4 separate regions of the Mus musculus genome follow, and all the other regions are linked to region 4. Evidence: chromatin contacts called from public HiChIP or PLAC-seq and promoter capture Hi-C data. All regions are on one chromosome and are shown on one strand. Each heading gives the region's core, a stretch centred on a gene start, on an enhancer-like site or on the middle of the called end of the contact. The rest is flanking DNA. Distances are from core to core; before and after follow the strand shown.

Region 1 (2,961 bases), core at 241-2,740, 660 kb before region 4:
TAGATGACAAGGATGCACCATGACACAGAAAATATTTTGACAGAGAAAATATTGCCAATAGTAAGGAGTTCTATGAACTGCTGAAACCCATCTAGGGAGCGCCTACATTCTAGACAACAGGTTATCACTAGAGATGTGCCTTCATGGTGAAGGCCTGCAATCCCCGGTACTATGGAGGCTGAATAATTTGGATTGCAAGGTCAAAACTTGCCGAAGCTGGGGGCTGGAAAGATGGCTCAGCGGTTAAAAGCACAGACTGCTCTTCCAGAGGTCCTGAGTTCAATTCCCAGCAACCACATGGTGACTCACAACCATCTGTAATGAGATCTGATGCCCTCTTCTGGTGTGCATGAAGATAGAAATCCGTGTACACTTGCCTAAGCTACAGAACGAATTCAAGAACAGTCTGGATAATTTAGGGGGACGCTGCCTATGTAAAAACAACAGAATGGCTGGAGTACAGCTGAGTGGTAGAAGGCTTATGCTAGCCTGCAGGCTCAATCCCCAGTACCCATGGGAGGCGGAGAGCTTGCATTGAGCCACATCCCTAGCCGCTGTGCATTCTCCTCTATGTTGTTTACAAGAACAGATAATCAGAGATAAAATGTTCTGGATATTCAGGAGGGTGTTACTGACATTATGAAGAGTGAATAGTTTCTTGACTAGACATAGCTGAACCATTCAACAAATATTTAACGGATTCCTGATACATATAGGCTCTGTGCCAAGGGAGATAAAACATACTTCTTTGATGATACCAATCACATGTAAAAACACAATGCGATTTCTAAACTCCTTTTTAAAAAATATTTATTTTATGTATGAGTACACTGTAGCTGTCTTCACTGTAGCTGACACACCGGAAGAGGGCATCGGATCCCATGGTTGTGAGCCACCATGTGGTTGCTGAGAATTAAACTCAGAACCTCCGGAATAGTCAGTGCACTTATCCTCTGAGCCATAAACGTGGTTTCTGTTGGCCTAAAAAAGGTCTATTTACTTTGCGAGACAAGGCTTGGTAGCTAACAACTTAGTTTTTGGTATATTCACATCCTATACTAGAGAGTTGGTAAATCAATCTAACCTGTCTCATCTATTAATCAGATTAATAATAGACAAGAACTGCACGCGGTACGTCTTCAAAAAGATAAGCTTTGTAAAAAATGAACTTGAGGACAAGACGATGCATGCCTGTAATTACCAGTAATGGGAGACAGAAGTTCGGAGTTTAAGGTCCGCCTTACCTGAGCCTGTACCACAACAAAATAAAACATGCTGATTAAAACGGTAGTTGGCAAGATCACTTGATCGTCGGGCTCTTTAAGTTTCCAGAGCCACTCCTCAACACACGCTGCACGTAACCGCGCAATCAGCCTTTCCCGAAAGGAGCAGATTCTGTTTCCGCCAGAAGATCTTCCCGGCGGGTGTGACCGCCAGACATCCGACCCACAGACCATGGGCCGCCCTCCGTCGTGCGCAAGGGCTCGATGCGGAGACACCGGAAGTGCAGGGGCGTGGCTAACTGCTGCAGCCTGCCGGTCCGACGCCGAGGCTGGGGGCGCGCGCAAGTGCGCGCTCGTTCGCGCGGCCTGCAGCGTACAGTAGTGACGGCCGCGCGGCAGGGGTCACGTGACCACAGAAGCTGCTTGTACAGTAAGAACCCAATATGGCAGCGGCGGTAGCAGTGGCAGCGGCAGCAGGACCGGCCACCCCGTAGAGCCCCCTACCCCCGCCACTGCGCGCCTCCGCGGCCGCTTGCTCGCTGAGTTGCTTCTCGGGTCCGACTTCCCCTTTCTCCCACCTTTCCTGGCACCGCGGGAAAAGCAGTGCAGGGCGCAGCAGGCGAGGGAACGCAGCCGGAGCCGGGGCACGGAAGCCTCCCAGTCAGTCAGAACCGACATGAGGGAAAAGGGCCGTAGGAAGAAGGGCAGGACCTGGGCGGAGGCCGCCAAGACGGTAAGGAGGAGGGAGCAGAGAGAAAGGCTGGCAGGAGTTCGTTTTCTCGCCGGCCACCCGTCGCAAGGCAAGGGAGGTCACTTGGCCCCGCGACCGGGTTGAGGATCAGGAAAGCGCGCGCAGAGAGCGGCAGTTACGGGCGCGTTGGAGAGCCGTGAGGAGACCGAGGCGTCGGCGCGAGGAATCCGTCGCGCGACTGCGACTTCTCGCGGTGGCTACGACTGGACCTCCTCGGTGTTGTGAGGTTGCCTTTCGGGGTCATGTCGCTGTCGCCCCTACACTGTTACCCCTTGTCTCGGCCCTGTGTGTTGTGCTTGCCCAGTAACCGGTTCTTCTCCCTTGTGCGCCTCGGAGAGCCCCGATTGGATGCAGACAGGAGGCGGTTTGTGCGTGCTTCCAGCCCCGGAAAGGAGAGGGGAGCGCTTGAGCTCGGTGGCGTTCTCCTGTCGAGGCAGAGGTGCTGCCAGACCGGGGCCCCCGCTTATCTTGCTCCGGGAGCCAATGTGAGGTCACGAGGCTTTTGTGTTTGCTGTGAGAGCTGAAAGTGCAGGAGGTGTTTAGAAACGAAGTAACAGGTGGGACTCAGAATTTTTTTTTCTGTTTCCGTAGAGACCTACTCTGAGTAAGGCTGCAATGCATGGTGGGACGTGTAGTTTATTGGCTTTCTTTTTCTCCTTTCCTTTTTCCTTTCCTTTCCTTTCCTTTCCTTTTCTCTCCTCCCCTCCCCTCCTCTTTTCTTTTCTTTTCTTTTCTTTTCTTTTCTTTTCTTTTCTTTTCTTTTCTTTTCTTTTCTTTTCATTTCTTTTCTTCTTTTTTAAGTTAAAGTGAAAGTGGACCGGACCAATGAAGTTGTGATTAGTGCCCCTCACTCCAATTTTGTTATATGGAATTTAAAAGTCATTTAGCAATGAGTATTTGTGAGAAACATTGTTTTGAAAAATTTAAAACGTGTATTTACGAAGAAAAGAAACCTTAAGGAGAAATTGAAGTTTCATCAAGCATTAG
Region 2 (2,808 bases), core at 282-2,781, 690 kb after region 4:
AAGAAACAAACCAAAAAAGAATACATAAGTTTTCACTGCATAAAATTTTTTTAAAATAAGCAAAACCATAATGACAGAATGGTTACAGGAAATGAGGGAAGTGTGAGGGGGTACTCCAAAAGAACTTGATGAGAAAACTGGGAGCAGTCAATGTATTTGTTATCTTGATGTGTAAAACTGGCTTCAGGAACATACACACGTTAAAATTTATCGTTATGCATTTCAAGTGTATTTATTTTACACCAATTATACCTTAATAAAACTCTTTAGGAAGAAAAATACAACATATCCAGGTTTAAATAGGGGTTTTTGGTTGGTTGGTTGGTTTTTCGAGACAGGGTTTCCCTGTGTAACCCTGGCTGTCCTGGAACTCACTCTCTAGACCAGGCTGGCCTTGAACTCAGAAATCCACCTGCCTCTGCCTCCCGAGTGCTGGGATTAAAGGCGTGTGCCACCACGCCCGGCTTTAAGTAGGTTTTTATCAGCTTTGTTATATTGTTAAAATTTATAATCAATGGTATATGATTCTACTTTAAGCTCTTAAAGAGCAAAGTAAGTAAGTAACAAAGTTAGTAGAGTTAATGGGGATAGATAGGTTCTATCCAATAGAGTAAAATAGAAAGAAAAATAAAACTTATGCACAAGGCACATCTCTAAGCAAGGACCTCAACAGTCATACAACTGTACCTCCATAAAAGAAAGCGACTGTGGTTCCAACCATTCTTTGGAGCTCTTGAGCTTGGGGAGTGTGCCCGTCACCATATCATCTTGGCTCCTATTTTTCATTGTGGTCATCAAGTAACACAGTCCCTAGAAAAGCTAAAATAGCATTTATTTTGTAATTAAAATTCACAGTAATTTTCTCCGCGGTTTAATAATCAACACTCATGACCTTGGGCACTTAGGGAACGAGTCTTGGAAAACTGCCCGTCCATGTGTCCCTTCCAATTGGCTTGAAACAGGGCTCTCTTGAAGCCCTCCTGGCTAGGAATCTAGTTCCCAGCAGTTTTCTAGGTTTGATATGACATGAATGCTGATGAGTTGCCGCTTTCAAGCTACTGACAAATGAACTTAGAGAAAGAAGGGAATTTGGGACCTTCAAGCTCCAAGAGATCCAAAGCCCTCCCCGGGGCCTGCATGTGAGGGAGAAGAAGACTTGTGGGTCTGCGCCCATGATGAATCTAGGGTACCAGGCCCGCTCACCCGGGAGTACCGGGCCCCCGATTCGCGATTCGCCGGCTCCGACACAGACCGCGTGCGCGGGCCGTCCTGCCGCGCAGGCTTCCACAGGTCCTTCAGCCCCCTCTGGCGGTGGGCCTGCCCTTCGGCTCTCCGCACCACAGTGAGCCCGCGGCCTCAGCCCGAGACCTTGGATTCGGAACGCGCGGGCGTTCGGACCTCTGTCTCCTGGGACGCGGCGCCACCCCTACGCGCCCCTCGGCCAGCGGGAAGACGAGAACGCGCGCGCACCTCGCCGAACAGCACGGAGCAGTGCAGCCCTCTGGCCTGGGAGCGAGGCGAGTCGAAAAGGAGGCAGTGGAACTGTCTCGCGCTAACAGGCAGCTATCGCAGCCAATCAGCTTTTCAGATCCGTGCTACGCCCGCCCCTAGCGGAGCCTCGTCTCCTCTTGTAGCCCCTACTCTGTGTTTAGTTCCCGGCCTCCAGGACTCAGGATTCAGTTAGGCTACCGGCCTCCCATCAATTAGTCCTCCGAAGGCAGCGGCGGGAGAGAGTCGTTCGCCTTACTAGGAACCTGCGGCAAAAGAGTGTTTGTGGCGGTTGACCCTTTGAGGGCCGTCCAAGATGGCAGCACATGAGCAGTAAATGTAGCTCTAAAGAGCCTCCAAGGTGGTCTTAGAGCTCAGGTTTGTTGACCGGTGTCTTGTCTACAGCGTTGATGCTGGCCAAGGAGGAGGAATGAAAAGAGTATCTTTTTTAAATCGGTGGTGCACCTTGAGTGGTTTTGAGATTTTGTGGATAACTGGTTGCTTTTTTTTGTTTTTACTTTATTTTACTTTTATTTATTTGTTTGTTCATTTTTGCGGAGCTGAGAATTGAATGGAGGACTTATTCGCAGATCTTTATTTTTCTAAGACAGGGTCTCTTTGGCCTTGAACTTGTGACCTTCCTGCCCTTAGAGTACCCAAAATAATAGGCATAGACCTTTGTTTTTAAATCTCAGGTAAATCATTAAATAGATAAAAATATTGAGGCTCTGATTTTTTTTTCAAACTCACCTTCATAAACCATTCTGTGAATTCTGATTTTTCTATAATAGTTTTTCTTCCCCTCTGAGTACTGGTGAACCCTGGATGATGGACCACTATTTTCACTCGTCCACCGTTTTAGAGGACACACACTGATAATAAGCTGGAACGTACACAAGAAGCACTTGTATTGTCCCTCGTGGAGTCTTCAGCTGCAGGTTCTGGTTCAGAGCCGAAGAAGCATGAGTCACTTGCAGAACTTACTGTTAGATACCCTGCTGGGGACGAAACACGTGGACAGCGCAGCCCTCATCAAACTCCAGGAAAAGACCCTGTGTGTGACATCACCAGGATTTAGTGTAAGGGTGAAAGCTTCTTAAAAATATTTTTTAGGTTAGCATATAGAGTGTTGGATTTTATATGTTATCTTCATGTATGTGTTGTAAGCTATGTAACATCCGAACATGTTTCAACAATGTCAGAATTTATTGAGTAATGATAAATTCACAAAGTACGATAGTTTCTGTGGCAACAATTTCATACATATGCCTGCTTTCTTTGGTAACCTCACGGGTAAGCACAGATTCTTATTCTGCTATC
Region 3 (2,847 bases), core at 26-2,525, 640 kb after region 4:
GGCTAGACATCGCTGGTGCCTGGCCATCTGCTCTGCTAAGGATAATGTTCCCTAACGGTTCACATGGGAATGCTGTGGACCTTAAGGATGAGGTTAGAGTAGAGTTGCTGAAGTCTGAGGGTGAAGGGACTGTGGAACTCTGTTCTCTTCCTTCCCCTTTCTCCCTGTTTCCTGAGCAGTCTAACCCTACAGAAACTCCTGCTGCACTGTGCTGCCCTATCAGAGGCCCAAAGCAATTGAAGCTACTTGATTTCAAACTTTATCCTTCCAAACTGTCAAGTGCCACAGGTGAGTCACGCCTTTCTCCAGCTGAGGAGGCGCATCAATCCTGAGACCACGCTTGAACAGAGATGCCACCAGGCAGCCTGTAGGTCCTTAGACCAGGAAGCTAGGGAGAATGCACAATTCACCGGCAGCACATACACAAAGCAGAGAACAGAAACTAAGCCGTTTGTTAAGGAGAAGCGACAGTAAGAAGCAAGGTCTCTGGAGGAGAGGACAGGGGCCGCGGTCCTCAAGCTGCTGGGCTTTCTCGATGATTAGATAAGGGGCCTTCTCCACTTTTTCACTTGAGACAGATTCTGCTTTTTGCAATCCACTGCTCCTGGTTAGTCTAGTGAATCACTCTCAAGTTCTTTCCTTTGTTAAACGAGGCACCCTCCAGAAGATTTGTCCTCTCAGAGAGACGCGGCCTATCCCTACTGAGGAGATAACCCTTCTCTTTCCCACCCCCTTATCTATCTCATAAGAATTTGTTCATTGTCCTCTAGCCACTGAAAACATCAAGATAAACAGGACACAGCCCTGCTGGTGTGGGTTGCCCTGCTGCTGTTTGTATTTGATGTTAATTCCACTTCCTCAAGAGGAGCTGCCCCAGGAGTAGATCATGCCCTCAGGTGACATCACTGACCCTTCCCCCCATTCTGACCGGTCACATTAAGGCTAGGGCCTATGATCGGGCAGTGGAGGGGAAAGGTGGGACAGGGAGTCTCAGAGAACAGAGGAAGAGGAGGAGGAAAGAAGATAGAACAGAATCACATGGCCTGGACAAAACACAAACGAGGGATCTCGTAGCTGGGGAATAAATCAATATAGTGATAGATCTGCCTGATCTAGACGTATAGCTTATAAATATAATAATTAGATTATATGTTCTTTATACGGGCTTATTAGGGTAAGAAATTACCACAACACCCAACTCTCTAGGTCGGCTTGTTGAGGGGCGGTACTGTAGAGGAATTTCCCTTAATTATCTGATTGGCTGAGAAAGATGAAAAATAGCCAATCACTGGGCAGAAAATGAGGAGGCGGGTTTTCCCGGGCAAGACAAGAAGAGCCGAGGAGGAGTTTGAGGAGTCTGCAAAGACAGAAGGGGAGAGCTGGAAGGAAGATGGGGCAGAAGCGCATGGCCTGGAGAAACTGCAAGTAGCAGGGATTTCATAGATGGGAAGGAAAGTGGTGTAGAGGCATATCTGCCCAATATGGATGTGCAGTTTATAAATATACTACTGAGTTGCATTTTCCTTGCTTGGGAGTACTGAGGTTGGAGATTTACCGAAACAAAATGGCGTCGATTAGAACTCAACTAATCTGAGATAAAAGATCACTGCCCCTCCCCCTCCCCCCTAATACAAGGCTGGGGCAGCCATCTAGGCTGCAGCAGTGTGTAGATTGAAAGCTGACTGGGTCTGAGGGGCCTACAGAGAACTGCAGAGAGGCTCTCTCCCCAAGCCCCAGGTAGACAGCTGCCACCAGGGGCAGCACTGCATCCTGGAACTGGACTTGGGCAGACACAGTGAACTGATTGGGGCATCTACACCCGCCTGAGAGAGCCTTTCTGTGTTTGCTTCCCCGTATCCCCGGCATCTACAAAGGACATGGACAGCCAGACTCTGAATTGAACACAGAGGGAGACAAAGGTACAAAGGGCTCTGGATGAGGTAATAAGCATCATACATCGATAGTTACAGATAAGAAACACAGTAAATACCTTTTGGGCTTTAAGGGATGATATTCTAAATGGTTTGACAGGGATGGATTTAAAGGAAATAGACACCTTGTCATTTATTGAACTATTTATCCTCTTGATCTACTATGTCTTCTCAAAGGACAGGGACCTAGATAAAAAGATTACAGGGAACACTAGAACTAAAGGTTCTGGATTTTATAGGTCAAGATAAGCAACAGAAAGAAGAAAATAAAGGTTGGCCACAGGAGCTGGAAGAGACACTAGAAAAAAGGATTCAACAATTCACACATCAAATTGAACAGCAAGGAGACAGAGATAAAATTTGGAAGCAAAGTCTAGAGGATAATTTACTAAATCAACATAAGGCAGATGCCACCATATCAGAATTACAACATAAAGAGAAGCTAAGATTGTGGAAGGAGGGCCTAGAACAGAAGATACAGGTAATTATAGAGCAAAATGAACAACAGAAAGAAAAATTTAAGACTTGGCAACCTGGCCTAGAGGAAACACTAGAGTTGAAGACACAGGAAATTATAGATCAGAATAAGAGACAGATAGATGAAAATGTTCTAGCTAGAAAAGATGCTAGAACAAAGGACAACAGCTCACAGATCAGACTGAGCAGCAGAGAGAAAATAATGAGAATTGGAAGCAAGACTTGGAGAATAACCTTTTAAAATTAATCAATCAAAAATAAAATGGATAACAAAATAAAGAAAAAATTAAAATGTGGAGGCAGAACCTTGAGCAAAGAATACAGGAACTCAAAGAATGGGAGGAGCGGCAAAAAGAGAGATATGAAGCATGGACACAAACCTTAAGGGGAGAATTTTAAAATCTCAGTTAAGGAAAATTCTCAGAGAGAAGATAAAATT
Region 4 (2,700 bases), core at 60-2,559:
CCTTATCTTGTCAGGTAAGGGGAAAGGGAACAAGATTCTGGGTTAAGCCTGGATGTTGGCAGCTGTGAGAATCCCACACCATCACAGAGCTGGACAAACCTTAAGAACTATCCAGCCAGTCTTCCTCCTGAGGATGGGGGCCATTAGACTGATGCCAGAGAGGGAAAATTAACACACACACACACACACACACACACACTGCCTCTGCTCCAAAAGGCAACTCTGGTTTTCAACCAGGAAAGAGTCTTGTTCAAGGTCCTTTTCCAGAACCAGGGTCAGACTCCCAATTCTCATCTGATGCTACCTTCTTCGATGAAGCCTTTGCAGGCTGTCTGCAGATTGAAGCAACCGTCCATTAAGAATAATCAGGGGAGGGGTGATTATGTACTAAACAGATACTTTTTTGTGTGTGATTATTCCCTAAAGGACAACAATATAGACTAACAACTATTTACATAAGAATGATATTTACATTGTAATAGCATTTACTTTGTATTGAGTAGTTATGCTGGCTTTCTTGGGTTTTGGGTAGAAGCCAAGAAACTCACTTCTGTAAGAAAGCAGGCTGAACGGAGCCATGAGGAGCAAGCCACTAGGCAGCACTCCTCCACAGCCTCTGCATCAGCTCCTGCCCCCAGCTTCCTTTCCTATCTCTCCTGTCCAAATTTTTTTTGATGTGTAAGCCAAGTTAAACCCTTTTCTCCCCAAGTTGCCTTGGTTATGGTGTTTCTTCACAGCAACAGTAACCCTAAGACAGTGGGGCAGATAATGTGAGATGACACAAGTAGGCTGAGGATGTGCATAAGTTACATAAAGCTTTCTACACATGTACAATTTATACATAAAGGTTTTTATATATTTATTTTGAAACAGGATTGCACAATATAGCTCCACCTGGCCTTGAACTCATAGAGATCCGCCTGCCTCTGCCTCCTGAGTGCCAGAATTAAAGCGTGCGTTTGCTCGGATACCATCTTTAGGTGACTGGGACATCCGCAGAATCCACTGTGATCCTGGGCTCAGTCCTCTGCAGAAACTGTAGTCTGCAGTCACTGTACTGACGGAGAGGAGGATGGCAGCAGAGGCACCCATCGGTGAAGATTCCAGGAAAAAAAAAGCCTTTGGCATGACTGGGCCTTACACTAAATGTCAAAAACTCCCCGTGACAGCCGCTCTATTTCTGCCACCATGTACAGACCAATCTTGATGCCAGGCAAAGAAACCCCAATCGCCTGCAACCGGGCCGCACTGGCCCAACAGGACCCCAAGACCCAGTCCTCCCGGGCCCCGCAATGACGTCACGGCGCGCAGTCATCGCGAGACTCCGCTCGCCCTCCGCGGCTCGCCGCTTCCCAACCGCCCTCGTCCGTCCGCGGCCAGGCAGCGGTGGGGATGGCGAGCCGCGGAGCCAGGGTGGTGACGAGCACAGCGGCTCCGTCATTGGGCGAGGAGGCCTGAGGGACTCCAGGCTGGCTGGGTGCGTAAGGACACCACAACCCGCGGCCCCGGCAGAGCGAGGGCGATGGAGACCAACGTGCCGAAGAGGAAGGAGCCCGCCAAGTCCCTCCGCATCAAAGTCATCTCCATGGGCAACGCCGAAGTGGGGAAAGTGAGTACCGCGTGCTGCGAGGGCAGGACCTCCGCGTGCTGTGAGAGCGACATTCCCATTGGCTAGGAGAGCCGCCACTCAAAAGCTTGAAGCTCCGCCTCCTCTCTGCTTAGTTTAGCATCCTGAGCTCACTGGGGCTTGCGGCCTCCAGAGGAAAACTATCTTGACCTTTTTGACCTTTGGGCTGCTGGCTCTTTACTGACGTCACTGTCCCTAAAAGGTGTCAGGGTGGCCTCTGATCTTTGATTGTAATTTGAAGGTAGTAATTAGATTCCGATGTCGAATGATCAGTTTACATACCAAATCTGTTTTTCCCCTGAGAGGGGACGAGGTCCTGCGGGTTGGGGAGAGTGGTTGCCAGCCTTGCTGTTTAAAGAGATGCCAGGGAGGTGTTAGATTCTAAAAAATGTAGCCCTGAACAGCCTGGAGTCTATGTTCCCACCACCAGAGCACAACAACCTAGTGTGTTTCAGGGGACATGCACTGACAGCCCTAGATCTTGTGTTTTTAATTTTTTGTATTGTCACGTCCATTTTTCTCGGAGGAGTCTTTTTTTTTAAAAAAATACCATCTTTCTGAGTGTATCATTTCTGTATCATTTGCTGCTTATTAGCTACTAAACTTCCTCTCATCTGGGAAGGGAGGCCTTTCCTAAATGAATTTAGATGCCAGTTACTCGTTTTCTTCCCTTAACGTTGGGAAACTGTTGGTTAAGAATTCCCAAGGTCGACAGACAGGGAAGGCATCCGAAGTGGAGTCTTCACTAAACCAAACGCAGAAGACCTCTAATGGGAGCGTTTGCATACTACTATGTAAGCCAGTGCTCTGTGCTAGAAGATGCTCAGGAAGTGTTTATTGCTGTTATACAATTTAGCGTGCTCCCGTTCTACATATGGACCTTCATGTATGTGTTAACAAAACAGTTGCTGAAGATTAACATTTATTGACTATTGACTATTTTCCAGCTCTGTTTTACAAAGGCAGGAGAGTTGGGAATATTGTGAGTTGGTGCAGTGTGAGTGTGAATAGCAGTTCTGTTCCCAGGAGTCCTGCAGAAAACTGCTAATCCCAGTGGTAGGCAAGCACAGACT

Evidence for each region. Promoter capture Hi-C pulls out the DNA fragments that hold promoters and counts their contacts. HiChIP or PLAC-seq counts read pairs in DNA pulled down with a chosen protein or histone mark.
Region 1: a promoter capture Hi-C map of pre-B cells shows a contact between it and region 4, with 3 times the contacts expected there. The contact joins the promoter of 1110002L01Rik here to the promoter of Dnajc27 in region 4. A contact is called at or near these places in 5 of 39 promoter capture datasets (the 3T3-L1 cell line, the C10 cell line, hippocampal neurons and 1 more), 3 of 484 Hi-C or Micro-C datasets (CD4 T cells, pro-B cells and uterus), 1 of 115 datasets of contacts at active chromatin or transcription factors (epiblast stem cells) and 1 of 9 other capture datasets (liver).
Region 2: a contact with region 4 is called in a promoter capture Hi-C map of pre-B cells, with 4 times the contacts expected there. The contact joins the promoter of Fam228b here to the promoter of Dnajc27 in region 4. A contact is called at or near these places in 2 of 39 promoter capture datasets (hippocampal neurons and pre-B cells), 2 of 484 Hi-C or Micro-C datasets (CD4 T cells and the N1E-115 cell line) and 1 of 115 datasets of contacts at active chromatin or transcription factors (neural tube).
Region 3: a contact with region 4 is called in an H3K27ac HiChIP or PLAC-seq map of embryonic stem cells, with 5 read pairs. The contact joins the enhancer-like site here to the promoter of Dnajc27 in region 4. A contact is called at or near these places in 1 of 115 datasets of contacts at active chromatin or transcription factors (embryonic stem cells) and 1 of 9 other capture datasets (embryonic stem cells).

What each region holds. Positions count from the first base shown.
Region 1 is chr12:3,425,257-3,428,217 of GRCm38.p6, forward strand. It overlaps 1110002L01Rik (RIKEN cDNA 1110002L01 gene), which reads right to left and starts at 1,491. Exons shown (of 3, transcript NR_030694.1): 1 at 1,245-1,491. Asxl2 (additional sex combs like 2, transcriptional regulator) reads left to right here and starts at 1,601. Exons shown (of 13, transcript NM_001270988.1): 1 at 1,601-1,956. The coding sequence starts at 1,900.
Region 2 is chr12:4,767,703-4,770,510 of GRCm38.p6, forward strand. It overlaps Fam228b (family with sequence similarity 228, member B), which reads right to left and starts at 1,532. Exons shown (of 7, transcript NM_175431.5): 1 at 1,204-1,532; 2 at 688-819. The coding sequence starts at 795. Pfn4 (profilin family, member 4) reads left to right here and starts at 1,593. Exons shown (of 4, transcript NM_028376.4): 1 at 1,593-2,567. The coding sequence starts at 2,451.
Region 3 is chr12:4,718,811-4,721,657 of GRCm38.p6, forward strand. The region is part of intron 6 of Fam228a (family with sequence similarity 228, member A); the gene reads right to left. Among named protein-coding and RNA genes, the nearest start is that of Fam228a, 18 kb to the right of the region's middle. Within about 2 kb of position 1,276, at least 39 of the 459 cell types and tissues checked have an H3K27ac peak or open chromatin away from gene starts, as enhancers often do. A contact at or near this core is called in embryonic stem cells, where this site is marked.
Region 4 is chr12:4,081,265-4,083,964 of GRCm38.p6, forward strand. Dnajc27 (DnaJ heat shock protein family (Hsp40) member C27) reads left to right here and starts at 1,310. Exons shown (of 7, transcript NM_153082.4): 1 at 1,310-1,609. The coding sequence starts at 1,523.